2 separate regions of the Sus scrofa genome follow, and region 2 is linked to region 1. Evidence: chromatin contacts called from public Hi-C data. All regions are on one chromosome and are shown on one strand. The core of a region is the stretch at or near the end of the contact, and the rest is flanking DNA. Distances in the headings are between cores, read along the strand shown.

Region 1 (6,297 bases), core at 1,544-4,043:
TGGGAAATGAAGACCCTTGCCTTTTTCGCTGGATCTTTATTTTCATTACATTTCATTTTATGTAATGCCAGATACTATAGGTATTTGCTCTGAGGGGTGATTCCATTTTTTTTTTTTTCTTTTTTGCCCTCCCTTACCCATATCTCCACCTCTACCTCCACCCCCAGCAACTGCAGCAGGCAACTGCAGCAATGACCAGGGATCTGAGTCCCAGCACTGCAAAGCTGCCATGGATCCTGCTGCACCACAGGGGGATCTCCATGATTCCATTTTTCTAGAGAAGGATTCTTCGACTTCCTGCCTTGGCATTATAAGCCTAACTTGCAGAGTTCTTGTCCTAAAATGCTAATAGAAAGCTATGGCTTTGGTATTCAATTGATAGACCTAAAAATAATTTGTTATAGTTGATTTACAATGTTGTACCAATTTCTGCTATACAGCAAAGTGACTCAGCCATATATATATATACATATATATATGTATGTATATACACACACATATACATACACACATATACATGTATACACACACACACACACACACATTCTTTTTTTCATATTATTTTCAATCATGGTCCAATTGGTTGACTTCTATTTAATCTTATATCTTCCACCGTGCCTGGTATCTCCAAGTCTAAAGCTCTCATTTAATTTTTTCATAGAGTAAATTTCCTATGTTCTAATGAGGATGGAGTTAATTGGTCTCCTAGCTCTGCAGGGTGAGAGGAGGGCCTGTGGAAGTGCAGATTTTCCAGCAATCACCACTATTTTTAAGAATACTTGGTTCCCTAATTCCTAAGTATTTCCAGATTTCCACAAGGGAATTGCTTGCTTCTCCTGATACCCTCCCCTGTATGCATTTTGTAATTAGCATTCTTAGCTTTACTAATTCCAATTCTCTACTTTCCATTTCTAAAATATTGCTCTCTCATCTCCAGTTGTTTCCTCTCTCATCCTCCTATTCTTGGGGATTTGTATTCTTCTATTTGGTAATTCCTTTCTATTCCCTCACCATCCTTTTAGGAGAGGATTTTCAAAGGGAGCAATTTAAAAAGGTTGGATTAGTTTCCTCCTGCTGCCATAGCACACACCACAGACTGAGTGGTTTAAACAACAGTGATTTATTTTCTCACAGTTCTGGAGGCTGGAGGTCCAAGATCAAACTGTCAGCAGGCTTGGCTTCTTCTGCAGCCTCTTTCCTTGGCTTGCAGACAGCCACCTTCTTGCTGTATGTGCACATGGCCAGTGTTTCTCTTTGTGTTTTCAATTTTTCTCTTATAAGGACACAAGTCATATTGGATGCAGCCAACCCTAAACTTTTAACTTAATTACCTTTACTTAATCATCTTTAAAGATCTTACCTTCAAATACAGTTACTTTTTGAGGTAATGGGGATTAGGATTTAAATATATGAAATTTGAAGGGACAAAATTCATCCTGTAATAAAGATAATTTTTTTAATTTAAAAATTAAAAAAAAAATTCCTAACACTACTCTAAACATCTTGAAAGTATCCTGTATCCTGAAGAGAAACAGACTCACGGATATAGAAAACAAACTTATGGTTACCAAAGGGAAAGCGGGAGAGATAAATTAGGAGTACAAGATTATCAGACACACACTAACGTATATAAAATAGATAAGCAACAAAGATTTCCTCTATAGCAAAGGGAACTGTATTCAATATCTTGTAATAATCTATGACTGAAAAGAATTGAAAAATAAAGAATGTATACATATATATTTGTGTGTGTGTATATATTTGAATCGCTTTGCTGTATACCTGAAACTAACACAATACTGTAAATCAACTATACTTCAATTTTTTAAAAAAGACAGAGGATTTTAAAAAATCCTGTATCCCTCTACTTAAATATAACAGGCTCATCTATCAAAATTAATAGTGTTCTCCATGAAATAGCACCTCTTCCATTACTTCATTCACTCACTTATTAAATAACAATTCTTACGTATCTATTTTTGTAAGTTTTTGGTTTAGCAGCATGAGGAATACAAAAGTAAATCAGACCCAATCTCTGAACAGGAGAGGTTTTCATTGAGAGCAGGAGGCTTTATGTTTCTGTGAAACATTTTTATAGAATGTTTTAAAATTCTAAATATTTATCAACTCCTTAATAAGGCTTCTTTTGAAAAAATGTGATAGAATGCTTTCAAGGGGGTACTAACATATCTCATTTTTTACTTTAATGCCATATTTCATGCTTTTATTTTTTTAAAAGTCACTTTTATTACTCAGAAGTCACACACTTAGAAAGGCTGTCTTACTTTTCTTACTTTTGATTACCACTACTTCATTTCAGGGAATATAACAGCTCCACTCTCAGTTGAAGAAGAGTGTTAAGAACTGAACAGGAGTTCCTGTCGTGGCTCGGTGGAAATGAATCTGACTACCATCCGTGAGGACACAGGTTCAATCCTTGGCCTTGCTCAGTGGATTAGGATCTGGCATTGCCGTGAGCTGTAGTGTAGGTTGCAGATGTGGCTTGGATCCTGCATTACTGTTGACTGTGGTATAGGCTGGCAGCTACAGCTCCAATTTGACCCCTAGCCTGGGAACCTCCGTATGCCGTGGTAGCAGCCATTTAAAAAAAAAAAAACAAAAACCAGAATTGAACAACATTAAAAGGTAATGTGGGTATGCTATACTTACATACCCACATTACATCTACCCTCTCAGGGCAGGCTGAAGAGCACGGGGTCAGGGGAAGACCATTTATAGAGAAGAGCTAAGAAGAGCTCATGACAAAGCAGCATGTGACAAAGGTCCAACAGGTCTTGCTCACTGCTTTTCACACTCGGCAAACACATGGAATTCAAGAGCACGGCTACACCTCTTGCTTCTGAGGGGTATTGATCCATGGGAAACAGTAATGATTAATGATTAAACTTAAGCAATGAGAGGTTGTTATTTTGCACTGGCAATCTTTGCCTTGATCGTCTACACGAAATGCATGCAGCATGAGTATAAAGCAGTAAGTAATTGATCATTTCACATATTAATAAGCTATCCTTGTTCCCTACCAAAATATGAGGACCAATTTTTGTTTAACCTCAGATTCCTTAATGAGAAATTGTCACATGATATCTCTAGAATGTTCTGTGCATATGTCTCCCTGACCCCTCTCTACTGGTTATAGGGGATTTTTTTTCTTTTCTTTTTTTTTTTTTTTCGGCTCTGCCTGGGACATATGGAAATTCCCAGGCCAGGGACTGAACCTGTGCCACAGCAGTGACCCAAGCGGAAGCAGTGACAATGCCAGATCCTTAACCCACTGTGCCACCAGGGAACTCCTATATGGGATTTTTAAAAATAAAATAATATTTTTAAATAAATTTAATAATATTTTTAAAATATTAAGATTAATCTTAATATGATAATTTATACAAGGTCTTCTTTATCTTTTATATTCTGTGACTTTCATAGGTAATTTTCTATATTTTGGCATCACTGGTATTGTATCATGCTTCAGATGTGATATTCAGCCAATCTTAAACTTTGCTAATATTAGAGAGCACTTAAAATAAATTTTAAAAAACCTAAATTTTAGGACTTTCCAGGCAGAATGCCATTTTCTGCAGCAACAGTTGTTATATGTTATGTATATATGTATCAAATGATTTTATCAATAAACTATTCTTATTCTTTTTCTGTAAGAAAAGGAATTCAAGCATCACTTGTCATTTCTGACAGTGCTGCTGGGTGGCCTAACAAAAAACTCCATGGCTATCCTGTTGGAGGAGTCCTTCATGTGCCTCCCACAATGTGCAGTGTCCTTCCTGCAGCTGCCTCCCTCCATAATCCCTGAACCTGGATGCAGCTGCACGTAGATCAAAATAGACAGGTGGTTGTGTGTGTGTGTTTATATAGATAGATCTAGGCAGAGAATCTTGCAGATGTGAAACGTGGAAATGAGTAAAATAAAATAGATTTGGGAAAGATACGTAAACATTGTTTGACTCTCCTGCTTCTACCAAGATCTGGATTGATCTGCTAGGGACTCAAACTTTCCAATTCTCAGTTCTTCCTAGATAAAAGAGGGATTATTATCAACTTCCTCATAGAATGGTGCTTTCTTTGGAAGACTAAATGTGTCAACACACAGGAAAGCATCCTTCTCTACTTTAAGACCTATAAATATCCACATATATATCTGTTTATTTGTGTCCAAATAAATCCAACTAAGTGCTCGTAGTAGCCCAGAAACTTACAGTTTAGTTTGGAATACAGCATGTATATACAGTAGAGTAATTCAAATGACTGAAATCCCACACACACACACACACACACATACACAGAAAAGATTGCGAAAGCTGCATGATTAGATGCCCTATAATCATACTGAAAATAACAGAACTCCCATATTCTGTCTAAAATCTCAGTGCATGCTAGTAGATAGTCTTAATAGTCAAGACAACCCAGAAACCTAGGCTTTGTTACTCTGATTACATGGAGGGAAAATGTGAGGTTTAGAGAAGGCAGGCAACTTGGTCACAAAAACAAAAAGATCCACTTGGCCCCCAGGCCAGGTCCTCTTCCTTGAGGCCATGCAGTCCTGACTCTGCAACATGGTGGAGGGCTTGATGCTCTGAGGATATTATCATGGTAGAGGGATGATCTGGGTCTTGAAAACAAGGGAAGAATTTGTACAGGTCAAGAGGAGAGGGGACACTTCAGAAGAGGGAATGGTGAGCTGAGGTGTGGACATGGAAATATAGAAGGCCTATCCGGGAGATGCTATTAACCAATTTGTTTAGAGATAAACTGTGTGGATGAAAAACCAAAGACAGAACCAAAATAGTAGATTAGGGCTAATTTTAGAGGCCTTAAAGGCCAGAAATAGGAGTGTCATTTGACAGCTCATATAGCAAATGAAAATTTACTGAGGAACCACTGTGCTGCACTGTGGACATATCAAGCCATAAAACAAACAAAGAAACACACAAAAAATTTACTGAGGAACCACTGTGCTGCACTGTGGACATATCAAGACATAAAACAAACAAGGAAACACAAAAACAAAACACAAACTGAGCAATGGTCTCTGTTTCTGTGGGGCTCAGAGTCCACTCACCCCAATACATGGAATAATGCTCTGGAGCTGTGGCAGAAGTCTGAGAGGAGGACACAGTGACACAGGAAGGGATCATCATTAGGGTCACCTACCATGGGCACAGGAATGGTTGGGAAAGGCTTCGTAGCAGAGCTGAATTTATTCTGGAAGTTATGGACAATGAAGAATGGACTTGATTAGCGGAATTACATAAAAAAATACACTTTCAGAAGATTAATTCCAAAGCATCCAACAGGCACAATGTGATGGTTAGAGCCTAGAAACGGAGACTCCCACTTGTTAAACAAGAGATCACTGCAGCTCTCCAGCAAGAGGAGGGGGTCGTGGCAGTGAAAAGGAAAAGGTAGGAAAGCATGAGTTTTTACTGAAAATTTTGAGGGACTTGACAATGACTGACTGACCTGGGTGATGAGAGAGAGGAGGATTCACAGATGACTCTAAGGTACTGAGTTTACATAAATGGTAAAAGAGCATTGCCCTGCAGGGGAAAGGTGAGTTCAGGTTAGCCAGGCTGATTCTTGACTCTTGGACAGTAGGATATCCAGCTGGTTAGGGAAACAGATTTGGAGCAAAAACAGTTTATATTTCTGTATCTGGTCCGGTATCTACCTACTTTACAAATTCAAAAGATGAGACATTTACTTCTGTCAAACACTTAGAGTTGATAATGTTACAAATCATAAAGACATATCATAATAACAACACAGTAATAATAACAAAAAGTAAAAAAAATAAATTAAATAAAGGAGTTCCTGTCATGGCGCAGCAGAAATGAATCCAACTAGGAACCATGGGGCTGCGGGTTCCATCCCTGGCCTTTCTCAGTGGGTTAAGGATCCAGCATTGCTGTGAGCTGTGGTGTAGGCCGCAGACACAGCTCGGATCTGGCATTGCTATGGCCCTGGCGTAGGCCAGCAGCTATAGCTCCGATTAGACCCCTAGCCTGGGAACCTCCATATGCCACGGGTGTGGCCCTAAAAAGACAAACAACAACAACAACAAAAAGTAACAATAAAGGCTTTTGTTTGCTGAGCGTCACTACATCCCAGGTACTGTGTTAGTGTTTTATATATATAATTGGTATAATTTAATTTAATCGTCATAATAGCTGTCTGATGTAGGTACCATCATTATCCCCATTTAACAGATGAGGAAACTAAGGCACAAGAGAAATCACCTTTCCCAAGAGAACTCAATCAGTGAAT
Region 2 (6,297 bases), core at 1,689-4,188, 47 kb after region 1:
ATGATCTCATTGACTCCAATACCTTCCACGGTTATCTATGGATGCTCAGCTCCTAAGCATTTCTCTGATCTGTCTCCTGAGCTTTAGACACATACATCATATCTGACTCCTTGGGAGCTCCATCTGGGGTTGCCCCACATACACTTCAAGCTCAACCACCTTCAAAATGCCTCCTTAGGTACTCCCTCTTGCAGTGGGTAACACCACATTTATTCACCCAGATGCCCTATTTTAAGTACTGGGAACAATACTAACTTCTTTTTCAAAATTTAATTTTGTTGGAGTATAGGTGACTTACAATGTTGTGTTAGTTTCAGGTGTACAGCACAGTGAGTCAGTCATCCATAAAAATACATCCACTCTTTGTTCTCATAGAGGTTATTACAAATTATAGAGTAGATTTTTCTGTGCTATACAATACAATAGGTTCTCATGAATCATCTATTTTATATACTCCGGCAATCCTACTCCTGGGCATCTATCCAGAGAAAACCATAAGTTGAAAAGATACATGCACCCCAATGTTCATTGCAGCACTACTTACAATAGCCAAGATATGGAAGAACCTAAATGTCCACTGACCGAGGAATGGATAAAGAAGATGTAGGACATATATATATACTGGAATATTACTCAACCATAAAAAAGAATAAGATAATGCCGTCTGCGTCAACACAGATGGACCTAGAGATCATCACAATGAATGAAGTAAGTGAGATGGAGAAATATAATTATCATATGCTATCACTTATATGCAGAATCCAAAAAAATGACACAAAAGAACTTAATTATAGAACAGAAACAAACTCACCAATTTCAAAATCAATCTTAACCATTACCATAGGTAAAACCACTGAGGGGAGGAAGAATTGGTAGCATGGGGATAACATATACTAACTCTTTCTTCAACCTTGTCTCCAGAGATTATGAGTTACCAAGACACTCAGACTACACTTTTCATGATTTTTTTCAAACTTGTTCATGTTTCTCTGTTGCCATGCCATTATTCTATTCTACCAAAACTCCACTGTCCGCACCAGTCTTCTAAATGATCCTTTGCCTCTTCTCCAAACAATTCTATACACTGTAGTCACTGACTTTAGAAAACACAAATGCCATATCATTCCACTGCAAGGTCTTCTAATTGGCTTGCATTCAAAATCCTTAAAGCTTGAAAGCCCTTTTATATTCTTTCCCTTCCTCCCTCTTATACTTCGCACTCCCGTCATCCACATGTGTCACTTTTCCTCTCTCCTTGCTACATGATCTAGAATATTTTTTGCTCCTTCTCCATTGACTGGTTTCTACTCATAATTGAGGTTTATGAGTTCAGCCTAGACTTTACTTTCTTAGTTAAACCTTTTTTGACAACTACCATTATAAGTTCTCCCTTTATCATTCAAGACTTTATTGAACAGTACTCAACTAAGAAAAGAGAAACACTGCAAATTTCAGAAGAAGTGAATTTAATAGGTATAATTCATTATACCTATTATACAGGTGTGGGCTGACTCTAAACACACACAAAAATATAAATCGGTTTGGTAAAGACAAATATCAGATTTATATATAATATACTCTTCTGGTGTTCCAAGGACTCCTAAAATAATTCGTTGACATCTTCCACTTTTTTGGGTTTTATTTTTTTATTGCATAAAGTCTTATATGTTTAAATAATAATCAGTTTAATTTGAAAGGTTTATAAAAGTTAAAATCAGATTTATAAAATAATAATAATCAACTAGAGGACCTTGTGACTGAACCTAAGGGATCCTTTCTTGATTGGGGAAATCAGACTGAAAGTGTCCCATGGAACTGAAGAATAGGAATTAGCTTTCTTTCTTTCTTTCTTTTTTTGGGGGGGCAGTGCTTGTGGCATATGAAGGTTCCCAGGCCAGGAACAGAACCCATGCCACAGCAGTGACCCAAGCCACTGCAGGGACAATGCTGGATCCTTAACTTGCTGCACCACAAGAGAATTCCAGCATTAGCTTTAAAAAATGGAATAGCAGTCAAATAGGGGACAGTTAATTAAATTGGAGAAAGAAAATACAGCCAAATTGGCACCTTGTTAATCTATAACTATTTCTGGGCATAATAAGTCCTCAATGTCTCCCCTGCCAAAATATAATGGCATACATAAGAATGAATAAAGTTTAGCTGGCATATTTCTGCCTGTTTTAATACTCCAGATTTGCAATGAAACCTGATCTCTTTCAGTTATGTAAAACTTCTCATCAAGATGGCAGTTTTCTTCACCAATCTTCTATTTTACTAGCAATGTGAAAAGGCATAATTTGAATGGGATTCAGAACATGGTAAACTAGAGAAATTAGCTATAAAGTTGTTTGCTAATAATAGTTTATTTTATCTTAATATAAGTAAGTAATGCATATTTTCCTTCAGGACTGAATTTGTAATGAATATCATGAATTAAGTCAATGCCTAATTTGCTCTTTGAGAATGAAAACTGTTCTCCAATGACTCTCTAAACTGGATTCTTATTTTAGTTTCACTGTTATCAAAGCAGAAAGATCTCTTACTTCATATCTAAGTAATTTGAGGAGAATATTGTGTTAAAGTTTAAACGATGGTGTTTCAAAAGACAAGGTTAATTTTTAAAAGTATTCACTTAGTGGGGGTGAATTTTCATTCTGGTCGGTAAAAATACTCTTACAGAGACAAAATAGAAGTGAGTGCCTAGATTTGTTTTTTCCCTGTCTTGATAGTTTCAATAGCACTTATCTATCTCATGTCTTATCTATTAGGGCTTCAGATTCATTGGTTCTCATCTTTAGCTGCAGACTTGACCCCTACCCAGACCATTTAATAGAATCAAAATCTCATTAGTGGGGGCCAGGCATCAGTATCATTAACATTACAAGGGTGAAATTAATGTACAATCAAGGTTTCAATCTAACAGGAATGTGTAACAGTTTGCTAGTCAGATGTTCCTATGTTCCTACACCAAAGGTAGCTAGATTCTAGTAGTCCAAAAATCTAATTAGCTTTATGGTCCTGATTAGATACCACTTAATTTATTCAGTCTAATCAATTGTTTCAGTGGTGGAAGGAGAGTGGACAAGTCCTGTGAGGTTCTTAACTACTCTTAGAACTCTCACCATCTGAAGCTATGGACACACTCTCCAGAAGACAGCACATTTGTACACAATTTTATATACAATTTCTGTGTCCCCAGACCATGTGAAGCCAGGCAGTGATCCCTCTAAGGCACCAAACTAGGAACAACAGCTGAATTACAATTGGGCAAATTTCAAATCAGTGGAAGGGGAGGCTTTCTAACAACTAGAGCTGCCTTATAATATAATACTTGATACCTGAATAGGGAAGGCCTTAAATATGGAAAATGGTGACTATGTGAAAACAATATAGAAAAGCATTAAGAAAATAAACAGAAGTGAAAAAAACACAGAATAAAATTATATATATATATATATACATATATATATATATATATACACACATACACACATATACTGATCAAACATGTATGCTATATAGATATGAATTGGAAAGGAACATAAAATATAAAAAGTCATAAGAAAATGGATTAGAATTTTATTGTAAAATTCATTTAATGAAATTATAACAATTCTCTATAAAATAAAATAGGCAAATTATATGCTAATTAAAAGGATTTTTATTATCTTGCCTTTGCGAAAGACATGGCAGGATTAAACAGCATCAAATTACTTGGAGGAGGGTACTGCAGAAACCAACTGTGTTAGAAAATTAAACAGAGGTCACCAAACCAAGAAGTGATGCCAAGGTGTCAGTTTTGTTACTATTCAAGCCCATAAGAGAATAATGATTTAACCAGGGGAACATCACAGGTGCTATTGTCCAAAAATGACTTGATAGCACACACTGGGTTGTTTAGACAATGAACTAGCTGTTGGCAAAGCCCCAGACTCACTCACACCCAACTTCCTATGTGCCTAGACTCCCCCACGCGTCAGCTTTTCCTAGCTAAAGGGGCTGTGACTTCCCAGGCTTCCCGGAGGTTTCCAGGGCTGGGCAGCCGGTTTTATTGAACAGCTCCTCTAAAGAGCTGGCATCTGCACTGAGATATTCTGGCAACTAAGAGGGTGGTCTGAACCCCAACTGACAGCTCCTTCTACAGTTGCCCTAAAAAATGGGACAGCAAGAAAGAGGGATGATTAGTTAAGAACCTAATAGTGTCCATGAGGATTCAGGTTCAATCCCTGGCCTTTCTCAGTGGGTTAAGGATCCAGCATTGCCACTTTTGTGGCATAGGCTGCAGATGTGGTTTGGATGCTGTGTTGCTGTGGCTGTGCTGTAGGCCGGCAGCTGCAGCTCGAATTTGACCCCAAGCCCAGGAACTTCCATATGCCACAAAAAAAAAAAAAAAAAAAAAAAATAGAAAGAGGGATGATGTGGGACCAGGAAGACCACAGCCTCCTCTCTTCTCATAATCTTTGATCACTACATCACTGTAAGCCTGTTCCTTACTCCATACTGCCTGCTGTTGTGGTCCATGAGCTCTGCTAGGGCACATGGCCCCAATGAGGGAACCCACTTGCCCTCAGGGTGGGATGGGGAGGATGTTAGCTTTCTCAGGCAACACTAGGCATAGAGTGACCCAATCTTTGTGGATACTCTCCAATACCTCAGGCTTCTCATGGGGAATAAACTGCTTTATTCTGTTTACAACTTCAGAGATAGAGCAATGAATATTGATGTAAATAGCTAAGACTTTTTAAAAAAATATTGAAAAGCATGTGGCAAACTTTCATTTCAGTAAAAAATTTATATTTACATGCACCCAAAAAATCTAGCTATGTATACGAAAAGTCTTAAAAACAGTTACCAAAGGGGAGGGAAGGTAGCAAACATCTGTTTTTATCTAAATCTTATATTTCTACAATATTTGAATGCTGACAAAAGGTATAATAGTTTTATAATCAAGAAAACATAAACTAAGCATTAGAAATTCAAACTTCTTAGGCCTCTTTTAGACAGTTTCGAAACTTAGTTTCCTAAAGGATAATATAAAATAGAGTCATTTGCCTGAATAGACCATTCTCCAAGGAAGATACACAGATGACCAACAAGCACATGAAAAAATGTTCAACACCCCTGATTATTAGAGAAATGCAAATCAAAACTACCATGAGATACCACCTCACACAAGTAAGAATGACCATCATTAATAAGTCCACAAACAACAAGTGCTAGAGGGGTGTGAAGAAAAGGGAACCCTCCTGCACTGTTGGTGGGAATGTAAGCTGGTAAAACCACTATGGAGAACAGTATGGAGGTACCTTAGAAATCTATACATAGAACTACCGTATGACCCAGCAGTCCCACTCTTGGGCATAGATCCAGACAAAACTTTCCTTAAAAAAGACACATGCACCGCATGTTCATTGAAGCACTATTCACAATAGCCAAGACATGGAAACAACCCAATGTCCATTGACAAACGATTGAATTAGAAAGATGTGGTATATATACACAATGGAATACTACTCAGCCATAAGAAAGAACAACATAATGCCATTTGCAGCAACATGGATGGAACTAGAGACTCTCATACTGAATGAAATAAGTCAGAAAGACAAAGAGAAATGCCATATGATATCACTTATAACTGGAATATAATATACAGCACAAATAAACATTTCCACAGAAAAGAAAATAATAGACTTAGAATAGACTTGTGGGAGCTTGGGGTTAATGGATGCAAACTATTGCTCTTGGAATGAATTTACAATGAGATCCTGCTGTGTAGCACTGAGAACTGTGTCTAGATACTTCCATCACTACACAAAAATGGAAGGAAAAGTATGTATAAAAGTATGTGTAACTTGGTCCCCATGCTGTACAGCAGAAATAAATAAATAAATAAATAAAAATAAAGTAAAATAGAGTCATTTGGTAATTAAGAAATTACTCTCTAGAGTGTTCTGACTATCTACTAGGCAAAAATGTTTTGTACCTTTTGCCTGCATTTAGTTCAGCTAAGAACAATGCAAAGGGATAAAAGCCCGAAGAATTTAGGAAATGAACTTTTTATTTTTTCCACTGAATTGGTCATCTGCCTCATTTTTTTCAGCTGCATCAAAATTAGTATATTTGTGTAGGCCTTAACTAATCCTGGCCTCAGAGAAAACTATACTTTTTTACAAAAGGTAGTTCTTCAGATTCTCAATGTATTTTTTGAATATGCCACCTCTTAGACTGGACAGATTATTCTGGAATCTGGTGATCCTTTCCAAAGGTTCTTAGTAGAATCTTCCACTCATGATCATT

What was found. Hi-C and Micro-C count contacts between places; a contact is called where the count stands out from the background.
Region 2: a Hi-C map of liver shows a contact between it and region 1, with 4 times the contacts expected there. The contact joins two enhancer-like sites. A contact is called at or near these places in 1 of 5 promoter capture datasets (liver), 7 of 47 Hi-C or Micro-C datasets (embryonic fibroblasts, heart right ventricle, liver and 1 more) and 1 of 2 datasets of contacts at active chromatin or transcription factors (skeletal muscle).

Annotation. Positions count from the first base shown.
Region 1 is chr16:38,293,123-38,299,419 of Sscrofa11.1, forward strand. The region is part of intron 5 of PDE4D (cAMP-specific 3',5'-cyclic phosphodiesterase 4D); the gene reads right to left. Among named protein-coding and RNA genes, the nearest start is that of MIR582, 280 kb to the right of the region's middle. Within about 2 kb of position 2,794, at least 5 of the 83 cell types and tissues checked have an H3K27ac peak or open chromatin away from gene starts, as enhancers often do. A contact at or near this core is called in liver, where this site is marked.
Region 2 is chr16:38,339,808-38,346,104 of Sscrofa11.1, forward strand. All of the region lies in intron 5 of PDE4D (cAMP-specific 3',5'-cyclic phosphodiesterase 4D), which reads right to left. Among named protein-coding and RNA genes, the nearest start is that of MIR582, 240 kb to the right of the region's middle. Within about 2 kb of position 2,939, at least 3 of the 83 cell types and tissues checked have an H3K27ac peak or open chromatin away from gene starts, as enhancers often do. A contact at or near this core is called in liver, where this site is marked.